2 separate regions of the Mus musculus genome follow, and region 2 is linked to region 1. The links are chromatin contacts, called in public Hi-C maps. All regions are on one chromosome and are shown on one strand. Each heading gives the region's core, a stretch centred on a gene start, on an enhancer-like site or on the middle of the called end of the contact. The rest is flanking DNA. Distances are from core to core; before and after follow the strand shown. Region 1 overlaps Ap1b1 (adaptor protein complex AP-1, beta 1 subunit). Region 2 has its middle 25 kb from the start of Emid1.

Region 1 (3,996 bases), core at 1,285-3,784:
CCACTTCCAAGTGTTGAGACTACCCACACACCACCATGCATGGTTGATGCAGTGCTGGGGCCAGAACGCAGGGCTTCATGTATGCTCAGCAAGCACTCTACCAACCAAACTAAATCTCTGGCTAAAACAGATTATCTTCTATAGAAGGAAGGCCTCCTTGTCTGTTGCCTACCGACTAACAGGCCCAAGACACCGTGAGCCTCAGTTTCCCCATCTTAGAGTTGATGCATGCAATCATGTCTGCAGCACAGGCTTGCAGGCATGTAAATGAACAGAATGAGTGCAGAGCCTGACAGGATAGATACCTCTAACTGCCAGCTCTTTCTCTCTCTCCCCACTGCCTAAACACTCACTCACGTTGGCCATGACAGGTCCAGCTGGGTGAACTACACAGCTCCTCCCCACTCACTAACTCAGCTTCCTCGTCTGTGAGGTGGGCTAGGCCGACAGGGCGCATGTCACAGACTTGAAGGTTACCTAACATGAAGGCATGCAGCAGGTACCTAGAAAAACTACTGGTTTTGGAGCTACAAAACTCTTGATTCAGCCCAGACAGATCCTTGTCCGTTTCTGGCTCACAGCAAGCAGGAAGCTCATTGCCTGAAACCATACAACTGATAGCATGGCTCTGGAGGTGAGTAGCGTGCTAGTTCCCTTAAAGTGTGTCTGATGCTAGGAAGAAAGGTCTTGGAAAGAGGCCCACTCAGGTCTGAGGCCCCACGCAGAGAGCCCCGTGAGGACCATATCCAAGTAGGCTGGTAAGCAAGGGGTTGGTCTGCTCACCTCTGGGCCTCACGGTCATCCTTGGGCATGTAGTTGGCCAGACAGTCCAGAATGAAGATCTGGCCCCATTCAGTGCACTCATTAAGGGCTGTCAGCAGCTTGTTGATAGACTGTGGGTTCAAGTCAAGCAGGTTGCTACTGGGGTGAGACTCAGCGATCTCTGACAGGGCAGCCACTGCATTCGCTACCACCTGGATGAGAAGGTAGAAGGGTAGAGGCTGAAGGTACTGCTCAAGTCAGGGAGCACAGAGGCTAGTGACACTAGCAGATCAAGATGGGATGTTCTGTAAGGACTATGGTATGACCCTACTGGTAGGTTCTAGAGCCCCAAGAAAGTCTGGCCTATGACAAGCACTCACCCTACGGACCCCTCTGTAAAGCAAAACTAAAATTAGTACACCTGCCATTGAAAAGAAGTGGGGAAAGTAGCCCAAGTCCAGGGACCTCGCATTTTAAGACAATGCCTGTTAGCAACCCAACTTCCCTCTACTGGCCAGAGTGCTCATTGCAGTGGTTGTCAGCCGTGCTTCTCCGAGACAGAAGAATCCTGCACATCTCGTCAAGGCTGCTGGTAGTGGATGTGGGCTATAGAGGGGTTTACTAAATGTTTCGGCCAGGACAACTCCTTTTCTGTACAGTCTACAATGTTTTCATCTTTCCTCTCTGACACAGTGGTCTAGTTAGCTGTCTTTAATCTATGAGCAATCGGTGTTTCTGTTGGATACAGAGTGGGAGCAGTGCCCAGTGTTTTAAATATTCATTTTTTTTCTTACATAGTTTTCAATTTTTAGAAAAATCTTGTTATGCATCAATGATTTGCCTTTAACTCTCAATCATCCTGCCTCAGCCGTCTGATTGCTGGGATTACAGATCCTCACAATCTTCACTGCAACCCCTGCCATCACAGTGAGTGAGGGGATTGGGTTCCCACCTAATACATCCTGGTGTCCTGTCTTCTGCACTGTAGGAAGAGGACTACGGGCCTGGAGATGACAGGAGGTCTTGGTTAGGAGTTACTGACATGACAGTAACTGGAAAGCGATAGACTGACTGTAGTCACTGCTTGCCAGATCAGGCCAGCTCAGGTTAGGTATGTGACCTCCCAAAATCTAATGATGAGACAAACAGGGCTCTGAAAGATTAGGGAGCTGTCCTAAATGTAGCTAGTTTGAGAGGCTCACAGGAAATCCAGGCCTAGTTCCCTGCAAACCACCACAAGGAAGAATCACAATTAGATATTCAGCAAGGCTCTAACTTCTAAGGTGGAAAGCTAGGTGAAGGGCCAACCCAGGTTGTCTTCTCAGGCAATCCAGGAGGAGTCTGTGGAGGCATCACAATGACTGCTAGCAACTCACCATGGGGTTAGAGTCTGAGATGAGGTCTTTAAGCGTGTCCAGGAAGCCCTGGTCTTCTACCAGCTGGGCATTGATGTCATGGAGCTTGGCCACACACACAGCCGCTGTCTTGCGCACATATGGGTCTTCATCCTTCAGGCACTTCCGGAGTGGTTCACACAAGTACTCTGTAATCTTGTCAACTCGGATGCAGCCCATAGTCCTCACAGCCAGGGCCCGGATGAGAGGATTGGGGTCCTCACAGTCCTGAGGAGAACCAGTCATTGGCCAGGGGCAGGGGCAGAGGCGGGATGAGTCACCTGTGGCTTCCTATTCTTCCTGGCCTCCAGCTCTGTGCAACATCAGCTGCTGTGGGATCTCCACTGACCATAGTCAACAATAGTCAAAGCAAATGCCACAGAATGGATGCCAAGCATTTGTCACATCCTGTGTGAGAGGCTCTACACACTTTCTCTGCTCTTCCTAAGGCCATTTCCCAACCAAGGAAGGCGGGGCTTTGGAGGTTATGGGCTCACCCAGTCAGAGCAGAGTAGCAATCCGAACCTCAATGCTCTTAGCACCATAGTCTTTTCTTTTTGAGACAGGACCTTGGCATGTTGCTCACTATATAGCCTAGCTACGACCTACTGTCATAGTGATTCTCCTTCCTTAGTCTGCCAAGTGCTGGCATGATAGGCACATATAGCCACAGAAACCCCTAAGTTTCCTGTATGCGAGCATCAGTGGGCTAGGAGTCAATGTCCAAGTTCATGCTTTGCTCCTCATCTGGTAACAGAAAACATAGAAAGGAGTCATATGGAAAGGGAACAGAGCTGCTCTTGGATGCCTGCTGAAGTCTGTGCTGGCAGTAGGCACAGGGAATGACTGCCCAGCCCAGGAGAATGAGAGGCCAGTAGGCCTGGTGCCACCTCACAGGGGGTGAATGAGGCATAGTCTGTGGTTCTGGAGAGAGAGGGAGCCCTCTGCTGGAGGAAGATGCCCTCAGCCTGAACAGGAAGCCTATAGTCTGCAATTGAGCCCAAGTGCCAAGCACTCCAAAAAGACGGGGACATGAGAGAGTGAGCAGCCCTCTCTCACCCCTGTCCCCACTTCCACTGGGTTTCTACTCGCCTTCACAAAGGTGTTGACAGCCATAATGGCCATGTCAGGCTGACTCTTGGCATAGTTCATCAAGTACAGGTACACCAGCTTCTTTAGCTCCAGGTTGTCTGTCTGCATGCAGTTCACCACATCAGGGAAGAGAGCACTGCAAAATCAAAGTAGCATCAGAAGTGGGTGAAGACTGAGAAAAGAGGGCTTTTCAGGCAGCATGGGAGGGAAGGGATGACAGGGAGAAGCAGGGGACAGGTTTCTTCATTTGTTTGTTTTCTTTTTGTTTTTATATATATGTAAGTACACTGTAGCTGTCTTCAGACACTCCAGAAGAGGGCATCAGATTTTGTTACGGATGGTTGTGAGCCACCATGTGGTTGCTGGGATTTGAACTCAGGACCTTTGGAAGAGCAGTCAATGCTCTTATCCGCTGAGCCATCTCTCCAGCCCCAGGTTTCTTCATTTGTAAAGAAGGTGCAATAGTAGGTTGACTTTGGCTGGGGCTGGGACTTAATGGTAGAGCACTTGCCTAGCACATACAAAGTACAGGGTTCAATTCCCAGTACTCCTCCCTACCTTCTGAAACCCACTTTTCCAGGCCCTTGTGATACTTAAAAAAGAGAGCATTCCTGAAGCTTCTGGTCTTTGCTGCATTACTAAGTCTTTTTCCATTCCTAACACTTCATTGATCCCTTATATTGAGTTGCTGGCTCCAGAGCATCTCAGGGAAGCAGGGCTGAAGGGACAGGTTTGGCATCCACTAAGA
Region 2 (4,192 bases), core at 1,600-4,099, 160 kb before region 1:
CTCTAGGGACCTATCGCCAGAAAGCTTCCCACACCAACCCTCGAGGCGCAAACACAAGAGTGCAGGGCTGACTTGCAGCCTTGATGGTTTGTTAACACCTGAGGGACTGTTTCTGGCTAAGCAGGACAAGTATACGATTTCATTTAACCCTGAGGGGCAGCAGTCACAGTCAGGCCTTCTCTGGGGTGTAACCAGGGACTGAGAAGGCCAGCTGTCATCAAATGCACCCTGACTATGAAATTCTGTCACCAAAGGCTCAGCCTTCTCTCTCTCTCTCTCTCTCTCTCTCTCTCTCTCTCTACCTGGGACTGAGCCCAGAGAGCGGAATTTGTTCCTAAGCGTCCATGTTTGGCAGTTTTTTGTCTCTGTAACAAATATTTGAGGATAAACATTGAATCAAGGCTTTGTGGGGCTTGGAGATTTGGAAGTTTGGCCTGTGGTCAGTCAGCCCTGCTCTGCTCTGGGCCTGTGCAGTGCATCCCAGTGAGAGCTTGTGTTAAGGAAAAACCTGCTCACCTTTTGGCCAGGCAGCAAGAGAAGAAAAGGGGTCAGGTTTGCAACAAATCCCCTTCAAGGACACACCCCAAATGACATAAAGACCTTCCAAGAGGACCTACCCTTTAAAGGTACCACCACCTCTCAATAGCAACAAACGGGGAAGCCACGCCTTCCACACATGGCTTTGGGAGGCATTGCAGACCTAAACTGTCAGTTTAACTGTGGCTTTGCCTCCATGGTCAGTGTCATCTCCACAGAGGCTGCTAGAAAGAACCAGACTAGAAAGATGGGGGTGAGAAAAGGGGTTCCACCTGTGCTATGGGGGAGCCACCATCCATGGTGGGTGAAAACTTTCCAGTCTGCTGCTACAGAGTCACACATACTCCTGTAGGCAAGCCTTCACTCATGCTCTGGTCATGTGTGAGCCTTGATGAAACCAAACTCTAGTTTGATATTGCGTTCTTAGAAGAGGGAGGGAGGGAGGAAAGGAAAGGAGGGAGGGAGGGAGGAAGGGATTTACATCTCCCCAGGGAAGAAATTCTCATTGTTCCAACCACAACACAAAGTAGCAGACAGTGAGTGCCCCAGCAAGGGACAGAGGGATGCTCGCTAACCCTGAGACCAGCCAGGCAGGAACCTAGCTTTACAAGAAAAAAAGGGGACTGGCCGGGGCGTGGTGGCGCACGCCTTTAATCCCAGCACTCGGAGGCAGAGGCAGCCGGATTTCTGAGTTCCAGGACAGCCAGGGCTATACAGAGAAACCCTGTCTAGATAAAAAAGAAAAAAAAAAAAAAAAAGAGGGAACTGGGAAGTGGGGGCAGGGGGGGATGCAAACCTATGGACCGGGAGCTCTTAGGGAGCGAGGACTTGGGGCTGCAGCTCATAGGGCTGGCCGTCCCAGGTATATGGCGTTTGCAGGGTCCTGTGCTCCTGATTTGGCTCTGGCTGTTGGCCTCCTGAGAGTCTTCATTATTTTTCCAAGAAGAGACTCTATATTTTCATTTTGCACTGTGGTGCCCACAAATTATAGTCAGTCCTGAGTCCAGAGACTCTGCTGCTGAGGCTAAACACTTTGCCCATCTATGTCTAGCACATACTACATAGATATTTGTGTGCACACCAAACATGTGTATACCCACCATACGTGCATATAGTCCCCGGTACCAGCATACCCTTTCAGACTTCTCCCTCCAAGACCTTTTTAATGATTTATTTATTTACTTCTTTGTGCACTGGTGTTTTGCCTGTATGTATATCTGTTTGAGGGTGTCAGATCCCCTGGAACTGGAGTTATAGGCAGTTGTGAGCTGCCCTGTAAGTGCTGGGAACTGAACCTGGGTCCTCTGGAAGAGCAGCCAGTGCTCTTAACCATCTCCCAGCTCCTACATGGTTCATTTTACCTATAAATATTTACTGAACATCATATGACTGATATGATAGGATATATGATAGTGTTGATGGCAAGGAATACTGGGACAGACAATGGCCTCTGCTTTGTGGAGCCTGAGGCCATGTACCCTGGCCAGGCTGGCCTTCTGGAAGTTACCTGTCTCCTTGTACCAGCTGTAGGCCACTGAGCGCGGAGGACTCCCGCCTGACCTGGCACCTAGCTCAGTTCACCAGAAGCCTACCCAGGGCGTTGGCCATTGGCTCGGTTGGGAATATTCTAGAGGATCCAGTGAGTCTTAGGCGACACAGAAGTTATAGACGCCCATCCTTTCTCAGCCGTGATGAGATGAACCTTTCAGAGATCAAGAGACCACGATCAAAGGGTTTTTATGTCAGTCTTTCCTTCCTGCCTCAGGCTGTGGTAAGCGGCTGTGATGCGCACATCCTGCTTCCTGCCTCTGCTGGCAGCCAGAATCTCTTCTTTAGGGTTGTTTTTTTTTTTTTAAACCACACTAGAGATCATGCCAGGGCCAAGGCAAGAGCTCTACCCTAGCACGTGTTTGTTTGTTTGTTTGTTTGTTTGTGAGGTAGCCTCAAACTCTCCACCTTCTATCTCAGCCTCCAGTATGCTGTGCTTAGAAGTCTGCACACTCAGAGACTCAGAGACTCTGCAGCGCTCAGCCTGAGCCTGGGGCCTTGGGGTGCTCTACCATCGAAGAGTCCCAGGCCTATTCCAGTGTAAACTCACGGGCCTCCAGCCTCAGTGGAATTTCCTAGTGGAATTGCTGTCTTTGTCACCAGTTTGACTCAGCAGCCAGATTTTAAGCCCCGGCCATTGAAAACTCTGCAGTAACGTACCTCAGCTGGTCTTAGGCACTGCCCAGAAAGTATGGCCGACAAAACAGCCCAGCTGTTTGAACAAAAGAAGCTGGTGACATCAGAGTGCCAGGTGGAGCTGCCTTCTCCTCAGACTGAAAGCATGTTCTCATGACGGCCTGTCACAGCTACCCCCTCACTTGAGGCAGGACTGAGTTATGCCCTTCTGGTCTCGGGGACCTGTGAGGTGAATTCTGCTCTGTTTCTCAACAAAACAGCATACAAGTCTACAGAATCGACTCAGTGGGTGTGTGCCTAGGTCCACACAGCATGAGGACCCGAGTTCAGATCTCCAGCATCCAGGTTAAAAAGCCAGGTGTGGTGGCGTGTACCTGCAGTCTAAGTGCTGGGACAACACTGGCCAGCCAGCTTAGCCAAATCAGTACCTCTGAGTTCAGTGAGAGACCCTGCTCAAAAACTAAGGTGCAGAGTGGGTAAGGGAGACACTTGACTTCAACCACTGGCCTACACAGACAGACAGACAGACAGGCAGAGACAGACACACAGACATACAGAGACAGAAAGAGATAGACAGATACACACAGACAGACACACAGATACACAATATACACAGACACACGACAGACACATAGAGAGTAAGTCAGAAAGACAGACACATACAGAAACATAGACACACAAGACACACACAGACACACAGAGACAGAGACAGAAAGACAGACAGATATACAGACAGACAGACAGACAGACAGACAGACACACAAACCACAACAAGAAACCACAAAAACCCAGAAAGTATGGGTTTCTGAACACAGTGACAGGTGGCTGGAGGGCTCCCCATGGGCGCTGGCCCTGACTCCCATGTGATTCAGCCCTGGAAGGCCATGGGAAGCCATGAGTGCTCTGTGTGGATCTGTGGCCACAGTTGTCTAATACCGTGGTTGGGATCTGTCACTGAGTGATGTCAAAGGTTCTAGGCTCAGGGTAGACTCTGGCTTTCCCAGAACCAGCAGCTATGTTGGTCTGCTGTTTCTTAGTCTTTGAAACTCTGTCACTCCTGAGAGAATTCATAGTATAGATTTAAGCATCCCTGGAGTCTCTCGCTGGACACCACCTCAGCTGTCACATCTTTGGTTATGTCAGTCAAGGGCCTTTGGCACTGGGAGCTGCCTATGCACCCAGCTCCTTCAAGGATGCCAGGTGGAGCCTGCTCCTGCTGTGAAGGCCTCAGGCCTTTCAGAGGACACACTGGGACTCGGAGGAGGACCACATTTGTACACCAGGTCTGAAAGAGTCTTTCTGATCACATGAGTTCCTGAATAACAGGTCCAAGTGACTGCACATCTTGGTTACACTCCAGAAAGACTGCCACTGCTGTCACAGCTAGAGATGGCCCACCTTCATGTCACAGGCATCCATATATACCCTGAGCAAGCACCCCACCTCGACCACTGCTTCCAGGATAGATGGC

What was found. A called contact is a pair of places that touch in the nucleus more often than the background predicts.
Region 2: a contact with region 1 is called in a Hi-C map of myocytes, with 2.0 times the contacts expected there. The contact joins two enhancer-like sites. A contact is called at or near these places in 2 of 484 Hi-C or Micro-C datasets (embryonic stem cells and myocytes) and 1 of 9 other capture datasets (pancreatic islet).

The regions. Positions count from the first base shown.
Region 1 is chr11:5,014,994-5,018,989 of GRCm38.p6, reverse strand. Ap1b1 (adaptor protein complex AP-1, beta 1 subunit) reads right to left here. Exons shown (of 21, transcript NM_007454.3): 4 at 3,249-3,384; 5 at 2,139-2,384; 6 at 784-974. Among named protein-coding and RNA genes, the nearest start is that of Ap1b1, 30 kb to the right of the region's middle. Within about 2 kb of position 2,534, at least 49 of the 459 cell types and tissues checked have an H3K27ac peak or open chromatin away from gene starts, as enhancers often do. A contact at or near this core is called in myocytes, where this site is marked.
Region 2 is chr11:5,175,433-5,179,624 of GRCm38.p6, reverse strand. No RefSeq gene overlaps it. Among named protein-coding and RNA genes, the nearest start is that of Emid1, 25 kb to the right of the region's middle. Within about 2 kb of position 2,849, at least 88 of the 459 cell types and tissues checked have an H3K27ac peak or open chromatin away from gene starts, as enhancers often do. A contact at or near this core is called in myocytes, where this site is marked.